Linked DNA regions of Gossypium hirsutum: regions 2 and 3 are each linked to region 1. A link is a contact called in public Hi-C data. All regions are on one chromosome and are shown on one strand. Each heading gives the region's core, a stretch centred on a gene start, on an enhancer-like site or on the middle of the called end of the contact. The rest is flanking DNA. Distances are from core to core; before and after follow the strand shown. Region 1 holds the start of LOC107951278 (scarecrow-like protein 8). Region 2 holds the start of LOC107901469 (sec-independent protein translocase protein TATB, chloroplastic). Region 3 holds the start of LOC107951282 (deSI-like protein At4g17486).

The links. Hi-C and Micro-C count contacts between places; a contact is called where the count stands out from the background.
Region 2: a Hi-C map of leaf shows a contact between it and region 1, with 2.3 times the contacts expected there. The contact joins the promoter of LOC107901469 here to the promoter of LOC107951278 in region 1. A contact is called at or near these places in 2 of 34 Hi-C or Micro-C datasets (both in leaf).
Region 3: a contact with region 1 is called in a Hi-C map of leaf, with 2.0 times the contacts expected there. The contact joins the promoter of LOC107951282 here to the promoter of LOC107951278 in region 1. A contact is called at or near these places in 3 of 34 Hi-C or Micro-C datasets (all in leaf).

Annotation. Positions count from the first base shown.
Region 1 is chrD09:18,805,941-18,809,349 of Gossypium_hirsutum_v2.1, forward strand. LOC107951278 (scarecrow-like protein 8) reads left to right here and starts at 1,701. Exons shown (of 1, transcript XM_016886272.2): 1 at 1,701-3,409. The coding sequence starts at 2,309.
Region 2 is chrD09:18,562,714-18,566,122 of Gossypium_hirsutum_v2.1, forward strand. It overlaps LOC107901469 (sec-independent protein translocase protein TATB, chloroplastic), which reads left to right and starts at 1,790. Exons shown (of 6, transcript XM_016827493.2): 1 at 1,790-2,267; 2 at 2,356-2,477. The coding sequence starts at 2,048.
Region 3 is chrD09:19,022,245-19,025,653 of Gossypium_hirsutum_v2.1, forward strand. LOC107951282 (deSI-like protein At4g17486) reads right to left here and starts at 1,548. Exons shown (of 4, transcript XM_016886277.2): 1 at 1,055-1,548; 2 at 1-189. The coding sequence starts at 1,189.

The sequences.
Region 1 (3,409 bases), core at 451-2,950:
TTAAAATTTAATTTATTAGTAATTTAGGATTAAGCTATAAATTGTTGTGTTTAGTTTAGTATTTGGTGAGTTTAACATAAAAGTTTATAAAAAAATTAAAAATCATTTTATTAAAAGTTTAATTATAACTGACTTTTTTAATCATATAGTTGTTGTTAACTCATTTAATTTTTATATAATGTAACTTTTATATTATGTAATTTTATTTGATTTTGTATTTATTTAACAGTATTTATTAATTTTTTGAAACAAATTTTTACATAAAATAATACCATTGGCGCCTCTCAGATAGGCACCACCATTGGCGCCTCTGAAATAGGCGCCAATACTATGTATTATACCGGTCATATACTAACCCGGGAAAATATTTAATTATATTTTATAAATTTTTTTAATATAAACCATTAAAAAAAATTAATATTTTTTATTCATTGGTGCCTCTGAAATAGTTTCCGATAAAAAAAATATCCTATTTTCGTAAATAAATTTTCTCACATCCCATTTCAGTATATAAAAATTTTTTTAACCCATTTTAATAAAAAACCCGCTTTCCTTACTTGTTCCTGCCCCTTGCCTTTTTTCTTAAACAGTTGGTAACTGTCCTGTCAGGTGATGAAATACCCAACAAAGATCATTAGAATTTCACTCAATTGAAATTCACGTCCGACGATCATATCCTTCGCGTGGATTCACATTTCACTTTTATTTTGGGTAAACTCCCCAGTTGGTCACCAAACTTTTAAGCCACTTTCATTTTAACCATCCAAAAAGAAATCCTTGCAATTTTATCACCCAATTTTTAGGCGTTTTCATTTTAGTCACTCAAGCGTTAAATCTCTAATGGTGGTTGACTATACACCAATTTATATTTACACTTTCACTTTGGTCACGACGCTTTCTTTTTAGTAAAAAAATCATTTTTAAGTATTGATTAAGGTAAAAAAATATTAAAGATTAAAGTGAAAAAACTATAGAAACTAAAATAATATATTAAAAAAACTCATATTGTATTTGTTTACTTCCTTGCTGAAAGTTCTATTTTTTTTCAATATTGAAAAATTAAATTTCAGAACATTCAAAATCAATTAAATAAATTGTTGAAAATTTTTATCCTTGATAGTGTCACCCAATTTGTTACTGTAATATTGAAATTTATCAAATTAATTAATTTAATCTCCTCCTAAAATTTTAAATTTTATTTTATGTTTTCAAATTATCCTTAACAAAATCAACTAAAAAATTCATATTTAATAATTGTCTATGAAACTTAAATTTATTTTTATTATTCTTTTCGTTATTTAATATGAGTTATTCGAGTTGATTTTGTTAAAGATAATTTAGAAGCATAAAATAAAATTTTAAAATTTAGATGGAGTTTAATTAATTAATTAATTAATTTCAATATTATGATAATAAACCGGTTGATATTATCAAGAGTGAAAAAAATTAGAATTTTCAAGAATGGGATAAACAAGTACAATTTGCCAAATTTTTAATGCATTATTTTAGTTTCTATCATTTTTTCATTTTGATACTTATTTTTTTTACTTGGATAAAGACTTTAAAAATATTTTTTTGGGCGACCAAAATAAAAGTGATTTAGAAGTTGGGTTACAAAATGAAAGTATAAATATGATGTGACATGATTTGGTGTGTACAGTGAGGTGCCATTAAGGATTTAACATTTAGGTGGCTAAAATGAAATTACCTTAAAAGTTGAGTGACAAAATTACAAGTTTTTTTTATGTGACCAAAAATGAAAACATTGTAAAAGTTGGGTAAGCACCTGGGAGGTTTACCCTCGCATTCTCCGTACCTCAATTCCCATTGCTACGTGAGTTAAATCTCGAGAAAAAACGCGTGGTATTTGTTTTCAAACAGCTCGCACTGAAGCTAATATCCGTGGTCTTCATTAAAAGCAATCACCGAACACTGTTATAAAAAAATATCAAGAACCGCCAAATCAGAAAAGCGATTAACGGCTGTGATCTGATTGCTTTGGTTCATCAAAATAAAAAAAGTATTTAACACATTAATTTAAATATAAAACCAGAAACCACCAAAACCGGACGGGTAAGAGCTGGTTGGATTTTGGAAACCCCTTCTTTCTTTTATATATATATCTTCTCCATTAATCCACACCTCCGTTGGATTCAGGAGAATCGTTTTTACGCCATAATCGAAGCTCTATCTTTCGAGTCTTCAATCATGAGTTTCTTCAAAAGCTAATTCACGTTATTCTTATTTCATTCATTTATTTTTCTTCTATGAATCCGCTCTCTGAAGAGAGAAAAGAGAGGGGAGGGAAATGACATCGGGGTTCTCCGGGGGTGGCACAGAGTTTTACGGTAGAATAGCAGGCGGATCCGTCTCTAACAGTGGCTCCATGAGCAACAACCAACCCACCGCACCGTACGGGACACATGGAATCTTCATGGACCCAACGTCTCAGATCGTGAACAGAGCCGCACCCAGTTTCGTCGGCAAGCGAACACGAGCTGACTTCAATAACCACGGCCTCAATAATCTTTATCCCCGTCCAGTTAAGCCCAAAAATTACCAGCACGCTTATCCGTTTTCTCCCTTATCGCCTATAGATTTCTCGTGCAACATGTTACCGGACGTTACCTGTAATTTCTCGCCTTCTTCTTCCATGTCGCAGCGATACGGGGTGCCGGTTTTACAGCAGCTGAGGCCGCAGCAACTTCCTCTAGGTATCAGCTCCGGAGCCACAATCCAGGCCGTGAACCCTGGTTTCTCAAGCGCTCAGTACTTGAACTTGGTGCAAGCACGGGTGGTCCAGGCGCAAGACCCGGAAAAGAAGATGATGAATCAGCTTCAAGAGCTGGAGAAACAGCTACTAGACGACGACAACGAGGAGGAAGGAGATGCCGTTTCGGTGATTACCAATAGCAACAGCGAATGGTCAGAAACTATACAAACCTTGATCAGTTCGAGCAGCCCTAACAAGCCGATTGCCACATCGCCTACTTCTTCAACTACTTCATCCTCTTCGTCCACGTCATCGGTGGCTTCTCCAGTTTCTCTTTGTCCAAAGCAGACAATAATGGAGGTTGCATCAGCTATTTCCGAGGGCAAAACTGACGTCCTAAACGAGATCCTGGCCCGATTAGCTCAACTTGCTAATGCTAAAGGGAATTCAGAGCAGAGGTTGACGGAGTGCATGTTGTTGGCTCTAAAATCGCGGCTCAACTCCGTAGAAAGCTCGCCACCGGTGACTGAGTTGTTCAGCAAGGAACACGCTGCAGCGACTCAGTTGCTCTATGATCTGTCTCCTTGTTTTAAGCTCGGGTTCATGGCTGCTAATCAGGCTATCCTCGATGCCACTTTGGACCAACCAAGCTGTAATAAGTTACATGTTATAGATTTTGATATTGGGCAAGGAGGG
Region 2 (3,409 bases), core at 540-3,039, 240 kb before region 1:
TGGCAATGACTCCAAATTTGAGATGGTTAAAGTGTACCCCAGATTTGAAACACCACAGGTCTGCTCTCATTCACTATAAAGTTGCCACTAACTCAAGCTAAGAATTTGGGTAACCTTTAACCCGAAGGTCTCATGAATATAACTTTTCTCTAACAAGGTTAAGTCCCAAGTAAAGTCTATTCAAATTTTGTGAACAAAAAAAATAGTCGGAGAGAGCTTTCCTCGCTTTGAGGTCTTGCATTTCGATAATAAAGTCTTACAAAAACAAATCCTGACAGCTACAGTGTCAATAATGATTCAAAACAAACAAAAGCTCCAGCACAAAGTTAAAGAATGAAGAGCAGTAGGGAGTAGGGCTTCCACCATAGATGTCACTCACAGACAACACTATTACATGTAAAAGAATTCTACTCAGATTTGCTATTCTAGAGGTTCGAATCCACTGGCAACTAAAAATCTTTGAATTTCAGGCATCTAGTCTAGGAATGGAAGTTCTGTCATTTGGAATTGGCTTGTATCTACAGATGTTACTCGGACAGGTTTGTTACTTTGTGTTTTTTGCGGCAACTAAGATGGAGCTGAAGCTGAAGTATTATTTTAATTTTTGGTTGCAATCATCTGCATTTGCTGCTTTTTTTAATGTAATAAATGAATGAAAATATGCTCTTTTTATCTCTTACCTGTTCAACAAATACTTTGGCCTTGTTTTGGTATTATATGTTGCAAAGACACGTACCTCTCTATCCTTTTTAAAATATTTGTATTCAACACATAAATTAAATATACTCATACAAAATATATATCCATATTCAACTATCATACTTAGTATCATCCGATCTCCATTACTATGTAGTTTAGAATCTTCAGAGAATTGAAAATATATTCTGATTCTGGATCCTATGTGAAGTTTATTATTTCATTCAATAAATAATTTTAAAAAAAATTTAAGCCACCCTTTTTTTATTATATAATATTATGGTGATAGATGACATGATATAATTTGAACTCTTACCAAAATAGATGTCTAATCAAAACTTTAATCCTTGCTCCATACAAGTAAGTAAATCAAGACAGAACATATTATCCTCTAGTCCTATAATCCATGATTCTATATAATTCATCATTTATATTATATATTATCGTATACTCATATTAAAAAAGGTAAAAAAAAAATCAAAAAATGCATGTCCAGAACGAACCTGGACAAACGCAAGTCTAGGTTCATCTCATCAAAATTCAAAAATCTCAAAACTGAAAACCCTTTTAGATTTACTTTAAAATACACGTGTAGTTGTTAAAATAAGTTTAGAATGAATTTCCAAATTTAGATAAATTTTGGCCCCAATTATTCAAGTTCATTTTGGACATGTATCTTTAGTAAAAAAATTATATAAAATTTCAATAAATTTTTTAATTTTTTATATAGTTATATTTATTTAATAATTTTTTTTAAAAAATCACTATATAAGTCATCCACTCTTTTTTATTTTATTTAATAATGAGGTATAATAATATTATTTATCGATGATATCGATAAATAAAACTTGTGGACCACGGTGTATTAAATATTATTCCTAAGATTAATATGAAAAAGAAAAAGAAAGTATAAGAATCGAATTGAAAATATTACCAATTAATCCAGGGTAAAGGTTATTGAAGAAAGAAAACTGAACGTAACTCATTTTTATCAAACATCGTGGAGAAGCCCTAAAAAATTGGGCTATCTTAAACATGATGTGCCAGCATTTGACTACCTAAATCAAGCCCAGAACTTGGTGATGGCTGATCATGATAGTCAGGTGTCGACCCACATTGAAATGGCCGTTTCAGCCTACAATAAGATCTCCAGAATCCGGATCAAGTGAGCTCCAAAAGAAACCTTCTCTGTAATTGTTGGTATCGTAATCTCCTCGACCATCATTTTCCACATATTGCATTTTTAGACATCTTCCCATTTCAAGATAACCTTGTCCCCTCCCAATTCCATGTCTATGCTCGGAAAAATCTAAGCTCTCCTTAAACTCACTAAAATTATCTATCTCTTCAAATGACCACAATTATGGCCGTCTCAACTTCCGCATTCTTATTCACACCTTCCGTTAGCTCCAAGTCCACTACTTTCTCCTTCTCTCCTTTAGTTTCACATCGCAAATCCTTTCCTTTCCGTTTCACCACGTGGTTTCCTCAGTTGGGTCCATCTTTTTTTTCTCAATGGAGTGGTCTAAAGCATCTGGGCATTTCAATGTCACCAAAATCTCTTAAATTAGGTTTTTTTTTTTTTTTGGTCTGGGTTTCCTCTTTTTAAGATGTCTTTTTACTCTATGCAGTTCATTTATTTTGATTATTGAATTTCAGAAAAAAAAGGAAGATGTAAAGGAAAGGTGGTTCATGCATCTTTGTTTGGCGTTGGAGCTCCTGAGGCTCTGGTTATTGGGGTAGTTGCTTTGTTGGTGTTTGGTCCCAAGGGTCTGGCTGAGGTATGTTCTGCCTTTATATACTAAGGGACAAGTCATTCTCATTTGCATGTTGTTTCAATTATAAGCACCAACCTGTCACTTGCTCCTTTTATGGTTTGTAACATTTGATGATTTTCCAGGCTGTTTGTGTCTATCATATGTTTGTAATGTATGTATTTGTACAGTTCAAGTTTCTAATTTCATGCGGGTATTGGATTTAGATAGGTCCTAAGCTTTGGAAACGTAGGCTTTGTGGCAACTATTTTAAAATATTAATCTCTATTCAACGCTTCAAATATGAATTAATCAACAAGAAGCAAAAAAATTGGTAGAATTTTCTAAGGAGTGCCTGGGAAGTTGGTATGATAAATTGTTGAAACTGAAAATTATTGCTGGTTTAGTGTTGGATTTTATAGACAATACTTAGCTTTGCTTGAAACTGAAATTGATATGGTTTCTTGTCTTATATTAGAATTCAAATGTTCGTTTAAATTATAATCTTAGATGATAGAAAGAATCCTTTTTATTGAAAGCCATTCCCATGACTTAATTTTAGTAAAGAGAAGGAAAATTTTTCGCTTATTTTGAAGAAGTCTTATTTTTTATCAGTTTTTACTCATCTTTCTAGTTTCAAATTTAAAATTGTACTAACTATTCTTTAGTTTATATCTAACTATTGTACTACATCTGTAATAAATAAGCATTTTCCTCATATATAAGACTAGTAACCAAGCGAGGCATTAATGTAGTGTTGTTTGACAAGATAATGATTTTTTTCCCTTGATGCAAAAACATTGTTGTCATTTAAGTCCAATTCATTCCATTGTATTACCCTATTTTAAACTCTTAAGTTCCCCTATCCTTTCAGGGCTCATTCTAATGATGCCTTGATGTATTTAGTGATCCAGATCTTTAAGAATAAGTGTTGTGTCTTTTACCTCAGATCCCTCTTG
Region 3 (3,409 bases), core at 298-2,797, 220 kb after region 1:
ATAGGAACTTCCAGGCCACTCTCTACTAAGTTCCTGCAAGATCTGGTTTACGTTCAATTTTGAAGAGTTAGTTATTCCAAGGACCATGGACTCGCGATATGTATACATTGGATTTTTGCCAGAAGGACAACTGAACACCCCCGACCCTTGCTCACAGAAGCCAAAAGACCATTCCTCTTCTCCATAAACCTGTCAACATGGCATGTTAAGTTATTAAGTTTGACAAGAAAAAGGCATCAATAACAGATTCATTAAAGAGAGTCATGAGATGCTGACATTAGTATACCATACCTCAGATCCCAAAATTTGACCGCATAGATACTGTCTCAAAATGTTCTCTTTGGAGAACTAAAAGTTTCATATGATATCCATTAAAAAAAAATTAGATAGATACACAGGTATCTGAAGCAATGAGTTATTGGTTCGGTATCAACAAAATTAGTCTATAAAAAGCAACAATGAAAATGTAAAAGATGAGCCAAGAGATTAATGACAAAATGAATCTAAATTTGTAAAGCGGTGTGAAGTAACCATTGATGGTACCCAAACTACAATAAAAAGTGAAGTAACATCATGGCAGATTTCTATAAATTCTTTCAAAAATAAAACTGGATACAAATAATCCACAATAACTGAACAAATAGTTGCAAAATCTCTCAGAGTTCACTAGATCAATTCGATAAATTAAAATGATAAAATAGACTACCAAGATTCTCACCCTACAATAGAAACAGGGAAAACATAAACCTACAGATTAACCATAAATTCCTCGTAGCAGTCTCTTTTCAGTTCACAACCACCTTGAAAGTTGAAACAACTCCTTTTAACCAAAACAAAGATTTAAAGCTCCCATTTCCTTTAATAAATATTATCGAAACGCAGCAACAAGAACGGCACATCTTGTTTAAAATCAGGGTCAAATATTCATATAACTTACAAGTTAAAATCCAAGAAAAAGAACACCAAAAAAAAAAGTCCCATGCCAAGAACCCTAGATCTCATTCAAGCACAACAATAAAGAAAGTAATAGAAATGTAAAAGTGAAAAGAGAAACCTGAACTGCGCTGTGGAAGATGCCGCCGAGGCCTATTCCGTCCTTGAAGATCTTGTTGATTTGAACAATAGTGCTGTTGGTTTTATCCGATCCACTGTTGGTCACATCATATATGTGTAATCTCACCTCTGTCATCTTCAAACTCAAAACCCCAACAGCTCTCTGGATTCTACTACTCTCTCTATCTCTTTTTGCACTCTTAAAAGCTTCCAAGTCCAACGATTAAATTCCGTTGGATTGAGGAGTCGAACTTTGCTTTTTCGCACTCTTTCGGAATTTTGTTACGTAACAGTGAGAAGTAATTCTTTTTCCGCCTCGAAATGCTCAAATCCCGGAATCTCTTTCCAATCCTGTTTCTCAATATTAGATTTTGTTTTTTAAAATGTTTTCAAAGCTTTTAAGAATTTGGACTGAAAAAGAATAGAGGCAAGGAAGAGGATATTTTAGATGAAAATGACGGGAATTTGAAATGGCCCTTGGAAGTTGATGGAATTTACGGGAATGGGCAGATGGTTAGTTATATTTCTTTTTACAATTGTCGGGCACTGAGTTAGTGATTGATTCACAGCCCCGAGTTGGATAAGATGCCCCACCCACGTCGTCACGTTATGCAATTATTAACTCCAACGCAACACCGACATCTTTTTCTTATCGAAATTATTTTTGTGCCCTTCTCGTTTTTTAAGTATTTACATGGTTGTATATTAGAACTTTTATTAAATTAGATTATGTGACATCTGAGCCAAAAACTTAATTATAAAATATCTTCACATAAATTAATATTAAAATTGTATATATAAAAATATATATAATAATTGAATTATAAATAAAGTAGTAAATCATTCATAAATAAGTTTATTTTAGGCTCGGGTTTAATTTTAAATTATTTTATTTTAATTATTTTAATTTTAAATTGCTTTCTCTTGCCGTTTTTTTGCTTGCAATTTGGATCTGATAGTGTTCGGGTTTTTTTTATTTCTGATCAGGGGTACAAAGTCAATCATTGACTATGGAGCTTGAGATGGACAATTTGCTGATTGATGATGGGAAGAAGAAGCCTAGGAAGTGAATGTCGGGGAAGAGGAGTGTGGTCTTAATGATGGGTTCTGCCTAGTTGGGTGCTTTCTAACCACTAGTGTAGTCCAGTTTCAAGCGATGCAAAATAAGCTTGAGAATCTTTGGCATCTTTCTAAGGGAGTGGCTATTTTAGATATAACAGAGAAGCGATATCTATTTAAATTCTTTACGAAGTTGACATTGATCGATTAGTAGATGGAGCCCCTTGAACTTTCAACAATCATCTTTTGGCATTTAATTGGCTTGAGAAGGATGAGGATCCTTTGCAAGTTTTGCTATACTTTATTGATTTTTGGGTGCAGATACATGACCTCCATAATAGATTAATGTCGCAAATGATGGCAAAGCAATTTAGTAACTTTATTGGAACTTTTCTTGAGTATAATGTGAAATTGTTAAGTCGAGAATCAAATCCTTCAAGAGTATAAGGGTGCAGGTTAAGATTTGTAATCCTTTGAAGAGAAGAAAGAAGATTGCTCTTCCTAAAGGTACCCATGTTTAAGTTAGGTTTTGCTATGAAAAGCTTTTTTTATTATGATTTCTATGTGGTCATCTCAACCATGGAGAAAATTGTTATCCCTATAGGATTATGATCGGAAAGGTTATTTTTGGTTGGGACGTGTAGCTCAAGGCTAGATCTGTTCATGAGTTGGGCTACCCGTTTAGGTTCGAAGGCCTGCCCGAAATTTGGGAGGGTTTGGGCAAAAAAATTTAGGTCCATTTAAAATATGGATTGAGCTCGGGCTTGAATATTCATGGCCCGAGCCTAACCCATTTTTAAGTTTCTAATACTTTATATTATGTTATTTTTATATATTATGTAATTTATAACACATTAAAAATATAATTCTATAGTAAATATATAATACTACTCTAACGTAAACATTAAAATAATGCTAAGATGACTATATAAAAAATCTCAATAAATAAAAATATTAAATATTAAATATTAAATTAAAATAATATAAAAAATTAAAATTAATATGGGTGGGTTTAAAATGGGTTTGGCTTAGTTTTTTGTAAATATAGGTGGGTTTGGACAAAATTTTAGGCCCATATTTTGAGTTGGGTCGGGCTTGAGCAAACATAAAGTATGTTAATATCATGCTTAGGCCCGACCTGGCCCGTCCCATGAGCACATTTACTCAGGGCTGCTCCTTGACGTGTTGCCCCACCCATAAGTGTTTGGCTAAGAAAGGAAAGTAGTTTAAATTCTGCTAAATATGAGGAGATAGAAAGGGATATAAGGAGTAATGATAGGAGTTATCCAAAGCCTAT